Linked DNA regions of Mus musculus: regions 2 and 3 are each linked to region 1. The links are chromatin contacts, called in public promoter capture Hi-C maps. All regions are on one chromosome and are shown on one strand. Each heading gives the region's core, a stretch centred on a gene start, on an enhancer-like site or on the middle of the called end of the contact. The rest is flanking DNA. Distances are from core to core; before and after follow the strand shown.

The links. Promoter capture Hi-C pulls out the DNA fragments that hold promoters and counts their contacts.
Region 2: a promoter capture Hi-C map of hippocampal neurons shows a contact between it and region 1, with 21 times the contacts expected there. The contact joins the promoter of Robo3 here to the promoter of 1700110K17Rik in region 1. A contact is called at or near these places in 4 of 39 promoter capture datasets (cranial neural crest, hippocampal neurons, pre-B cells and 1 more) and 1 of 115 datasets of contacts at active chromatin or transcription factors (astrocytes).
Region 3: a promoter capture Hi-C map of hippocampal neurons shows a contact between it and region 1, with 13 times the contacts expected there. The contact joins the promoter of Nrgn here to the promoter of 1700110K17Rik in region 1. A contact is called at or near these places in 5 of 39 promoter capture datasets (cranial neural crest, embryonic stem cells, hippocampal neurons and 2 more).

What each region holds. Positions count from the first base shown.
Region 1 is chr9:40,331,581-40,335,586 of GRCm38.p6, reverse strand. It overlaps 1700110K17Rik (RIKEN cDNA 1700110K17 gene), which reads right to left and starts at 2,115. Exons shown (of 3, transcript NR_040728.1): 1 at 2,000-2,115. It overlaps Gramd1b (GRAM domain containing 1B), which reads left to right. Exons shown (of 20, transcript NM_172768.2): 3 at 1,932-2,142.
Region 2 is chr9:37,431,329-37,435,334 of GRCm38.p6, reverse strand. It overlaps Robo3 (roundabout guidance receptor 3), which reads left to right and starts at 2,160. Exons shown (of 28, transcript NM_001164767.1): 1 at 2,160-2,493. The coding sequence starts at 2,334.
Region 3 is chr9:37,550,380-37,554,385 of GRCm38.p6, reverse strand. It overlaps Nrgn (neurogranin), which reads left to right and starts at 1,641. Exons shown (of 4, transcript NM_022029.2): 1 at 1,641-1,849. The coding sequence starts at 1,835.

The DNA of each region.
Region 1 (4,006 bases), core at 866-3,365:
ATTCTGGGCGGGTTTTTTTCCCACTGAAATCATAGCTAAGGCTATTGGACAAGTCCAGGCAAGACACCTTGAGAACCTGAGGGAGGACCCTACGACAGGAAGGGAAGGGTGGAATAATGAGCCTTATGGAAACAGAATGAGTAGGATGGAGTAGGCTGAAATGGCAGATACCACTTCTGAGCAATGACGGTGCCTTTGGAGAAGGGCAAGGAATAGGCAGAGGTCTCTGTGAGCAGGGCTGGTGGCAGAGGGGACTCACTCAGTGACAGATGCAAGAGTGGGCACAGAGGTGAAGAACACATTGGAGAACTAAATTCCAGTTTGGGCAGCCTGAGAAGATCCAGTGGAGCAGAGAGAGATGGCTCAATGGGCAGAGGTGCTTGCTCCCAAGCTTCCACCATGTGGGTCCCAGGGATCGACCAGAGTTCGATCCCTGGGACCCACATGGTGGAAGGAGAGAACTACCTCCCTAAAGCTGTCCTCTAATCCCCACGTGTGCGGCGTGGTATGTGCATCTGTGCATGTACACATAGTGGAGGTCATGTGCAGAGCTCCCGGCCCCACTCCATACAGATTCACACTCTACCTCTTCCCCCTCCCCAATGATACTGGATGGGCTGCTGGATGCTCTCTCTGTATTGAGTTTATCCAGGCGGTAGGGCATGGTACTCTTTACAAATGTCTCCATGGAGCATCTGAGGTTACAGCTAGATCTTCATGTAAATGTCACTGTCCCGAGGCAAGGCCAGAATGTGGTATGGCACAAAGGCTTCCTGAGTTAGTCTGGCTCCTGAGCAGGTGGGCAGGATCCTGCCCCTCCTGTCACCTTGGTCTGGGGCCATGTAATCTCCCAGGATGTCCCTTCCCATTTCCACTGTCTCTTTCTGAGGATTCTTCCCTCCCTGCCCAGCTCTTTGATTTCTCTGTTCTCTGAAAACAGAACAAACTGAGTTCATTCTTTCCTCTCCACCCTTTTCTCTTCACCTCTTCTATTCTATTGAAAACACAAGCTAAGTTTCGGTCTTTACTGTATTAACAGATTGAATGCCTCGGTATAACTGGATTTAGTGCCATGGGAAGTACAAGGAACTTTTTAGAGGTGAATTTTGGGTAGGAGGTATGAGAACAACCCCCCCCCCCCCCCGTAGACCAGCAACATAACTTACCAGGCTGCTATGAGTGACTTACATCTGTAGCAAACTCTGAGGCTAGCCCTGGGTCACTTTCTCCTCTCTATCTGGCATTTAGCTTCATCTTTTAAATGAAATGGAAGGATAGTGGCCGTTATTAACTCAACTGAATGTCCTGGCACATGGTACCTGTGCCAGCGAGATGGCCAAGCCAGTGTGGCCTGAGTTCATTCTGCAGGACTCACACTGTGGAAGGAGGAAACAGACTCTGGCAAGTTGCCCTCTGACATCCACAGGCATGCCCATGGTACATGCATGCCTGCACACATACATGCAAGATAAAATAACGTCGTAATTTGTAAAAGACATGCCTATGAAATAATATATATGTGAATGCTTTGAAAAGCGGAGTTGTTGTCACTATGGGCAAGTGTTGAAACAAAGCATGTATAAAATGAACTGGTGGCATTGAGAGATTCTTTCAGGGTCTAAATCATCTTCCCTAATAGCTTTCTACATGTAGTTAAAGCTCAAACAGGATTGGATGGGTGAATATTTAAATACTTGACTGCTTGTTTCTAGTCCCAGTTCCCTTTTCACACCGGCACTACTGCCCCCTGCTGGTCAGTAGCAGCATTACAGTGCAGCAAGTCCCTAGCTGGGTTGTCTCCTCAGCCTGTTGCCTGGGCTCCCTGAGCTGGCTCCTTTGCATGGGTCTGTGGCCGACCGTCACTCACAGCCTTCCTTCCTTCCTTCCTCTTCCCTCTCCATCTCATTCCCCGTCTCCATCTGCCCCTGCAGCACTGCCAGTAACTCCAACCGCAGCACGCCAGCCTGCTCTCCCATCCTCCGGAAGCGGTCCCGCTCACCAACACCACAGAACCAGGACGGAGACACCATGGTGGAGAAGGGCTCAGATCACTCCTCGGACAAGTCCCCGTCCACCCCGGAGCAGGGTGTGCAACGCAGTTGCTCCTCACAGTCTGGTCGGAGCGGTGGTAAAAATTCCAAGGTGAGCAGACGATGCTGGGGACTTGGCAGCCTTTGTTAGCTGGTCGCAGGAAGCTACTGGGTACTCATGTGACCGAACAGCCCCGTGTCTATGTGATGAAGTCAGGACAGGTCAGCGTCAGCAGGGGAGACTCTTGATGAATTGATTCCTGGTTAATCATTCAGGGAGGGTCCCGAGTCATGCGCCCCTTCTCCACCCCGCTCCCCATCTCTCGGTAAGCATCTAAGGAACTTCAAGACCCTTGAGATATGGAGGAAGCTCTGGTGAGCAGGAGGTGTCGCCTTTATAATCCTTCGTTAAATTTGGCCCTTTGAACTGGCAAAGGAACGTTATTTGGGACAAGTGTATTGCCAGGAAGAGCGAGTTCAGGGAAGCTTCCGGAGGGCTATTTTTAACCTCCTCCTTGGCCATCACCCCGCCTTACCTTTGTCCCAGCCCATGCCCTACTCATCTTGCAGAGAGGATAGTCACAGGACTTTTCCTTCCCTCTCAAGCTTGTCTTGGGCTCCTGATCCAAGGATTAGCATAGAGGCCTCCCTCACATGGTTAAGGTTCCCCAGAGTTCTCCTTCGATCCCCAGGCCTCTGGCAATCAAGAGGTGCCTCTACTCAGGTGCTCCTAAACCAACGGGAGTCGCAGGGCTTGAGAAAGGGGACCCCTCGGGAGGCTTGGGAGAAACCCCACTTGAACTTGTCTTTTGATTTCTTGTTCTTCCTCTTCTCCCCACTGTTTTCCAAACACCTTTGCATGCATGGTCTTAGTCTCACAAGCGCCTCTCAAAAGTAAGCCATCTTTTGTCTCTGTCTTTTAATCTCCCCTCTAGTATTGAATTGTCTGTAGTGCTCAGCATCCCTCCTTCTACCCCTGCCAATTCTGCCCATATGTCCTGCTTGGTCCCTTTCCCAGAAGGGCTGAACCCACTGTTCCCCACCCCCACCCCTTGGCAGGCTGGCTTGGAAGTCACTGAGGGACCACGCCCACTGCACCTGACAACAGAGAAAAGACTCCACCTCCCACCCCACTCCACCTGCACCCCATCCCCTTCCCGAGTCTGCCTGCTTCTCAAACACTACCACTAGTGGGAATGTGTCTCCCTCCTTGCGTGGCACTTTGTAAAACGCAGAGTCCTGCAGGAGGTAGTTCCGTCCCTGTGGGCGTGGAGCCTCCACTCAGTCACTCTGTTGTTTCATGTGACCCTTGGATGGGTAACGGTGGCCTCCCTGGCAGAAGTGAGGAAAGACCTTGATGAGATCTGCCTAGTTCATCTTTTCCTCCACCCCTGAGAGCTACCTGGCAGGGCACCCGCTGCGACTTGCTTGTACCGCTCTGGTACTCATTCACAGTGTGCTTAGAGACCTGGGTTTTGATTAAAGAAGGTACAGTACCAGAACCTTGGAGGGTGATGACTGACAGTACCCACCAGGCTCTAGGGAGGGAGACGTGCCAGCCTCTACCCAGGGCCCTCGGATCTCCAGTGGTGAGCTCAGTGGTGAGCAGTTGGTCGCAAGGCAGTAGGGCCCAGGAAGTCGATTGTTGGGAAGAAGTGCCAACTTCAGTCAGAGAGACAACTTACAACAGGGTCTGTGAGTGTCCTCAGGGAGGACGGTGGCACACCACTATCCACTTCCAATGGATGCAAGAACAAGAAGCTCCACAGCCAAGCCTTCCCACTGTGCCCTTCAGAGGCAGACCTGTGACTCTCAGTATTTTATGTGCCTATTGCCAGTGGGGGGTGGGGGGCGGCAGCCTGGAGTGAGGAAGCCAGTGGGAGTCCTCTGTGGGTGTAGGAGGCTGGGCAGGTTCCGGCATGCCTGATAGCTGGGGACAGGAGTTGTACAAGACCTTTTGTCGCTACGCCAGTGCC
Region 2 (4,006 bases), core at 911-3,410, 2.9 Mb after region 1:
TGGACCAGATAGGGGCCAAGAGTCCTAGAAAAATGGCTTTCCTCCATTTGTTCAGCATCCAAACCCAGACGACAGGGATTAGGAGGAAGCGGTGCCCACGGGCTGCGCTGCCGCCTCCGCTTAGGGAACCCAGAGCAAATACTCCCTGATCCCCACATAAAGGGCCAATTAACTGTGCGGTCTCCAGAAACAAATCCGCTAACAGGGTGACAAGCCCCTAGACGCCAGGCGGGGGTGTGTTTGCCCAGAGGCCGGCCGGGAGCAAATCAAGGGATTAGCATAGGGCAAAATCTGCATGGTTAGGGGGTTTCCAGCCTTTCCAGCTCCAAAGCAGGGCCATGAAGTTAAGTTTCTGCCTTGCTTGGCCTTCTAATGTGATGGAACCCGCAAGACCGACCAGCAGAAGGCCAAGCAAACGGTCCTTAAGATTCTGAGGATCAGACCAGATGAACTAGTCCTCTTCATCCTTAACTCTGAAGGGATTGGTCTCAAATGGTGATGTCTTCTGATTGGCAAATTCAGCACACACACCCCTTCCTTACCTCTCCGGCTGAAAGTGGTCTAGCACTACAGCAAGCCCCTGGATGAGGGTCTGATGTAAAAAACTTCTATCTCTTTAGTGCCCTAGCCTACCCCATTCTCAAGATCTGCCCAGGTTTTGTCTTCGGTGGATGCACCAGGGACCCAGTTCAGCACCCACAGATGTGTCAGCTCCCAGGGCTCTAAGTCCCGTGGGATTGTTGAGCCCCATCAGCCCTCACCATTTAGTTCATCCCACCTTGAGCTCTCTGGTCCTGGACCGAGGACTCCGAAGCACTAAATGCCCCCAGAATTCCGTGGGCAGGACACTGGATTGTAGAGACAAACTGGTTGGTGGGGCCATGTTCCTCTACTCTTGACCTGCTTTTGGTTTGGAATCTGCCACAGCTTCATCTTCCACCCTGGAATTGAGTAGCATATAGCGCTCTGAGCTGTCTTCCTGTGCAGGTGTCCCCTTACATATCAGAAGCAGCCGCTGCACGATTACATAGCCTAAGAGCAATCCAAACACTTACTTGTCCACAGAACCTACAGGATGGGAAAGCCACGGTCTCTTGCTCCACATTCAACATCATTTCCAGTCTAGAGAAAGTGTGTGCAGGAGAGGGGCAAAAGCAAAGATGGTTGGCTGCAACATCTCCAAGGCTAAAATAACCCCTATTCGAGACAGAACCGGGGCTTTGGTTTTCCTGTTGCACACCCCACCCCACCTCACCCCGACCGGGAGGATAAACAGCTGTTATCTGGTTCCAGCAGTTTCACACAATTTGGCATTCACCCGGTCTGTGACACTTTGCTTCCTTTGTTCTAGACTTTTGGTCTCTTCAAAACTGTCAAACAACTTCCTAAAACACGTCATAGTGGAGCAATGCACTATGCTAATAGGTGCGTGCTGCCTGGATTCTCGGGGTCTCCTCCAATTTTACTCAGTTCTGAGCACCCGGCAGGATTTCCTGACGGGGCGGGGGGGGGGGCGCATCTGGAGCAGGACTCCAGGTCAAGTTGGATCTCTGTATCCCTGTGGGTTCCTAGTGGCAAGCCACAGGATTAGGAGGAATCGGACGCGCACGTGGGGCGAGAGGTGATCCAGCGGTGGAATTCTCTTCTTCCCCTCCACCCCCACTCCCAGGTATCCTAGCACCCTGCGCTCACGTTTCCAGGACCCAGAATTTGAAAGGCACTGGAAGCTGGGACATTGAGAGCTCAACAGTGTCTGCTCTCCCAATGCCTCAGTTTCCCTGACGTCCGAGAAAGGAAATAATTCCTGCTATAATTTTAGAAAGAAGGGCTGAGTCTGACAGAGGCTCAGTCCGCGTCTTGGGGGAGAGAGAGAGAGAGAGAGAGAGAGAGAGAGAGAGAGAGAGAGAGAGAGAGAGAGAGAGAGAGAGAGACTCTCCCGCCAGGTTCAGAGCAACATTTGATGAGAGGAGTGTGGGGCGGGGACTCTAACTTGCGCGCGGCCCTGTTAGTGGCCATCCTGGTGGAGGTGGGGATATGGAGGAAGGCGGATTAAGCCCTTAATTACGGCGTGATCCGAGTGGCACCTGCTTTCCGCCCGCCCAGCTCCCAGGGGATTCTGGCACTGGGGGGGGGGGGGGTGGAGAGAAGAACCAGCGAAGGAGGACAGCCCGCGCAGAGGCACGGCCGGTACCCAGGCACGCCTGCAGGACAGCGGCATCGTGGCTGCCGCAGCGCGCAAAGGCTGTGGAGGGGCTTACGGCTCCCGGCCCGCGGGTCCCAGACCCAAGGGCTGGGCTCCGAGGCCCCTGCCCAAGACCCAGGCGGGCTGCGCTATGCTGCGCTACCTGCTTAAAACACTACTACAGATGAACTTGTTCGCGGACTCCCTGGCCAGGGACATCTCCAACTCCAGCGAGCTACTCTTCGGCTTCAACTCCTCGCTGGCAGCGCTCAACCCTAGTCTGCTTCCTCCTGGAGATCCCTCTCTCAATGGTGAGACTGTTCGATGGGGACCTTAGATTTGGAGATCGGGATGAGAGGGCTGCTTGGAAGGGAAGACGGAAGGTCTCCTTTTCCAGGACCCAGGGGCGCCTGTCAGGGCCCTCCTGGGAAGTGGGGTCCCAAAGGAGCGTCTGAGTTGGTGTATTTGCCTGTGGTGGAGGGCTGCTGAGCCCCTTTCTCCTCATCTCTCCTACTATCCACCTACCACACCCACCCCAGGTGGGAGAAATGTAAAGGGCAAGTTCCAAGCTAAGAAGGAAGGTTAGACCAGGGCACGATGTCGCCAGTCGGCCAAGGCTAAACCGGGCACTAGGTGATCCACCCAAGTAGCAGATGCCACTTCCAGGACCTAAAGTTTTCAAAAACCTCACTCAGAGCAAGGGTGGGAAAGCCCCCAACTTTGTAGGTGTTTTTACGCGGAGGGTCAAAGTCAGCAATCTTCTCAAGGAAACTTAGTATTAAGTTTGTATCCCCAGTGAGACTCACAGCTGACCCAGCCTGGCAGAGCGATGGCGAGGTCGTTACTGCTAATTACAGTGATTAATAAATAACTTGAGACAGCGCTGCCCCCCCTGAGCGCTGCAGGCAGTCTGGAGAGAGGCCTGATCGCGCTCCCTGCTGGCTACGTCAGGAACTCTCCCTCTGGAAGCCTCTGCCCAACTTAGGCTAGGGCCCCGGACTCTGGACATGGTCCACCTTTGCAGTCTCTAAAAGATGAAAGGATTCTCTCTCTCTCTCTCTCTCTCTCTCTCTCTCTCTCTCTCTCTCTCTCTCTCTCGTTCTCTCTCTCTCTCCCCCCCCCCCCCGTACTCAGGTGCAAGGGAGGAGCCCCAGAGCCCTATTTGCATGGCCATTAGCTATTCATTAGGCTGCTGTCGAAGCATCTCTGGAGACCAGGAATGACAGGGAAGAAATTCCAGGGAAAGAGAGCCCTCGGCTGTGTCTGCAGGAATTAGAGGGAAAGCGTGGATCAGAAGGGTGTTGTGTGGAAGGAGTTTGAAGAGGGCTGAGATTCTCCAGTCTTGCCACCTTTGAGGAGTCCCAAGAGACCAAGCAGTTATTTTCTCGGATTTTTTACTCACCTAGAGCTTTATACCAGACATCTATCTTTTCATTTAAGCTTGAAAAGTCAGGGAGGGACGATGGTTGTTGGTCACTACACACTGCCACTAGGGAAAACAAAACAAAAAAACAGCTATGGAGGATAAAGAATAGGGCAGTGACCACAAAAGCATAGAGCAAGATCTTGGCAGCAGGGAACTTAAAGTGTATTTTTATCACATATGAGAGGTTTTTGAAGTGGAGATGGGATGGGTTTAGAAATACTAGAGCCTAAAGTCTCATTCAGGTAGAGACTGTAGGAACCACATTAAAGTGCTGGAGAAGAAAGGATATTAAGTAATGGTAAACTTGTCATAGCTACTGTTGTGCCTTGCATCTTTTTGGGGGTTTTGAACTCCCACATTGCAGATAAGGAAGTGAAATTTAGAGACCTGAACCTTTT
Region 3 (4,006 bases), core at 392-2,891, 2.8 Mb after region 1:
CTGCCCCAGCATGGGCCCAAAGGGCCAAAACCAGTGATAACCGCAACACTGCTTGGTTTGACAGCATCCTTTTTCTTCCAAAGAGCAAGTGTGAGGGTGGCTAACTTTTGTCTTATTTTGAAGCGGTGAATCAAAAGGTTAGGAAGTCTAGTGTGAGGAGTGGGATGGGTGGGTGTGCTAAGTCTGTACCAGGATATAAATACATTCAAAGTGGGTGCTGGGTGTACGTGATTTTATTTGGTGCAGATGGATGGAAGGATAGATAGATGGATAAGTAGACAGATAGATCACAGGTCATGGAGAGATACAAAATAGATACTTGGTCGGTGATGATGGAAGACACTTAGAACTAGTCAAAATACTGAGAATTAGAGGCTATTGGATGCCAAGTCATAGAGAGGACACATATATACCAATACTTCCAAGGCTCAGGAAACATCATGGAAGAAGGGGTAGGAAGAATTTAAGAACCAGAAGAAGGGGGGTGAGGTATGGAATGATGATTTCCAGTCATGACTTGGCTATTGAGTTAACAACAGCTGGATCACCTGCACAAGATCTCCACAAGAGTGGGCCCATTAACACTCTATCATGGAAAGAGGAGGGGCTTATGAGGTACCACCCCACCCTGAAGATTTATACACAATTAATAGTTGGTGAGGTAGGGAGAGACATTTACTTTAGGGGTGCAGTCACTAGTACAGTGCCTACAATGCTGTAAAGAAGCCCTTGCCCGTGCTCCTATAAACAACACTAACAAAATTCAATGGGTTCCTTCTCGACACCCCCCCATTCCAAAAAAAAAGACATGGCAATAAAAGGGATACTTGTGGAAAGAGTAGGGGTTATCAGGAGTGGGAAGGGGCAAAAGAGGGTAACCAGGTGAACATGGTTTAAAGGGCACAAGTAGGTCACAATGGAATCAATTAATACGTAGAATCAACGTGTGACAATACAGTGTTCTTGCTAAAAATTTTAAAAAGAAAACACTTAGTGCAGACATTGCCAGCAGTGAGAATGCAGGTATTTTTGTCTATGTGCTAACTAACAGGAGGTCTACCGTTTACCTGTGCTTCACAGGGTGTGTGGACACGGCCCTGTGGAGTTGTTTTTGCCTATTGTGTCTGCAGTGTCTGTATGTGGGAAGATACACCACACCACCCCGCCTGGGAGTATGTATGGATGCATGAGGCTTGGAGCGTCTATGTCACTATGTGCCCATCATGTAGGCTGTCTACCATCAGGTTTCTCTGTAACTAGAGTGAGGAGGGCATCTCTGCAGAGAGGGGAAATAGAGGGAGTAATGTTTGGGACTCTAGAACAGGGAGGTGGGTGAGGTTCGTGGTTTTCTATCTATGGGCGGTAGGGCGTGCTGCACCCAGATGTGTATTTGTGCCCTGGATGTTGGAGGCCTTGTGCTTACTCCGACGTACATCTGCCTGGCAGTCTGCGACTTAGAAAGCGGGGGGGGGGGTGAATTTGGGAGATGGGGTGTGTAGGAGGAATGGATGGAAGTGTGTAGGTGGAGAGGTTGGAGCACCAAAGCGAGCGAGGCGGAGAGAGTCGAGAGAAGGAGTGGTCCTCGCTCCAGTTCTCCCCGCCCACCCTGCAGAAAGTGTCTTCTGATTGGCTTCGAGGCCGCAGGGCTCAGGTTACATTCGCAAGAGTTGCGGAGCGCGGGAGACCGGACCCAAGAGGAGAGAGGCTGGTTCTGCAAGGATTCTGCGCTGGTCGGGGAGTGCCCGACAGCCCCTGAGCTGCCACCCAGCATCGTACAAACCCACCCCCGCTCTGCGCCAGGCTCCACCCCAGCCAAGGACCCTCAACACCGGCAATGGACTGCTGCACGGTAAGTCCATACTTGAACTCAGCGTGTTCTGGGGCAAGGGGCACACGAGAACCCCTGGGGGGTGAGTGAGGGATGGAAGTGGGTGCGGAAGACCTAGGAACAATGTGGGAAAGAATGGTGCTGAAATATTGTATTGGATGATGGAAGGCGCCTGCCTGATCTGAGCCAAGCCCTGGGGAAAATGCTCCCCAGCTCGCGGGGGCGTCTGAGCGCCCATGGGCCAGACAATCTAGGTTGTATCTGGATCTGAGCAGAGCTTTCATGCAGGAAAGCTGCTGCTTAGACGAGAGGTGGAACTTCCCCCACGGAGACACAGGAAAGTTGCTGGTGTGCTAGTCCTTTCCCTTGGTATTTTTTGGCCCCCAAACGATTTCCTATCCCACTGCTGCTGTCGCGGACTGTGGCAAGATCTTCACGACCCTCAGATGATCGTCTAAGCCCTTATGTGGCGAAGTCGGGGAGAATCCACCCTGGTCTTGGTGGTGATGGGCAGGAAAGAACCTAGTCAGTGTGGTTCTGGGGTGGAGCTGGTTCAGCCCCCAAAACCTTCTCCTTTGGAAGGTGCTGGGTGAGTGACCGTGAGAGGGCCCTGTGGGCAAGGGGAGGAAGTGTCTATCAGCGCCTACACGGAAACTGGATGCTGCAAGTGCCTAACGCCAAAGCAGATCTTGTTAAGGGCTCTTGTATGAAGGCATCCAGCACTGGTCCTGGCTCCTAGCTGGCTAAAGGAGTTGAGTGACCCATACCTATATAAAACGTGTTTGCTTATTCTTAGCCTCCGATCTAAGGAAAGAGACGACTCCAAATTCCTAGTGTTTTCTTTCTGTCACTCTGGCTAAAGACTCCAGAGGTTACTTAACGACAGCAGGAACCCCACCTTTCTCCCACAATGTGCAAAATAAATAAGTTTGGAAGGGAGGAATAGCCCATATCTTTGAGAGGTGACACTTCCCAATGCCCAGTGTCCAAGACGCAGTGAGAACTTAGGGGCAAGCCATTGCTGACATTTTAACTCTTGTTAAATAAATAACAGCTGCCAGAGTGCCTGATCACCCCAGGTAGGTAGGTCTTTTACAGTTGTACAAATGGGGCTTAGAAATGTGATTTTTTTTCCCCAAGTAGGCACCTTTGACAAGTGTGGAGCCCTGTCCTCTCAAAAGATTGCCCTCCAATCCCTCTTTGAAGCATACTGATTTTCATTACTGTAAATGCTCATAGCAGTAAATGTATAGATCAGAAAAAATATATACATATACATATACATATACATATACATATACATATACATATACATATACATATACATATACAAGCATGCCAATCACATACAGTTCCGCCCTTTGAAGAACACTATCCAGGGCTTCTTCCAAGGAAGCGGTTTGCTATTCTCCAGGGAACAGTTTGTTTGCTTATTTGCTTATTTACTTACTTATTTTTGGTGCTGGGGATTGACTTCTGGACTTTATGCCTGCTAAATATGTACTCTGCTTCTGAGCTACACACTGAGCCCAAGAATCACTTTTTGGCTGGGAAAGGAAAGGTGTGGGTCTTCAGTCTCAATTGAGGAAGAGCCCCTCATCCCCAGCAATGTTCCATTAAGTAAAAAAATAAAAAATAAATAGATAGATGGCAGATTATGAGATATGAGTCAACAGGGGAGGAGGGTAACTGCTAGGCAAGAAAGAAAAGGCTGAGAAGCCAAGAAGGATGGGGAAAGGAATCGGGAGATGTGCCAGCAGGGAAGACATGAATGGGTGAAGACTCTAGGAAGCCTGAGAAGGATGAAGAGGGTGAGATGTGGGGCTCAGGCCTCCAACCTTGTCTCTCCTGGTTAGTGCTTATAAAAATACCCAGGAAGCCATTGGTGCATGGCAAGTAGATAGCTACACCACAGATAACTAATACTGATAGATAATGGCTGAGGGTGTGGTTAATGTGTTTGAAATCAGTGTCCCCTAGAGGAAGAGGGACTGCCAGAGGTATTGAATGTCCAGGGTCCAGGGGCACCTCCTGCACTGGGCCCTGACACAGTCTCTGTTTTTTTATGTCCCAAGTCCACTGGACCAAAGGGCCAGATAATATTCAGCATCAGTCTCATTCTGTGGAGTTGGAAGGAGGCAGAAAGAAGGAAAAGAGGGGGCAAAAAAGGGCGGAGGA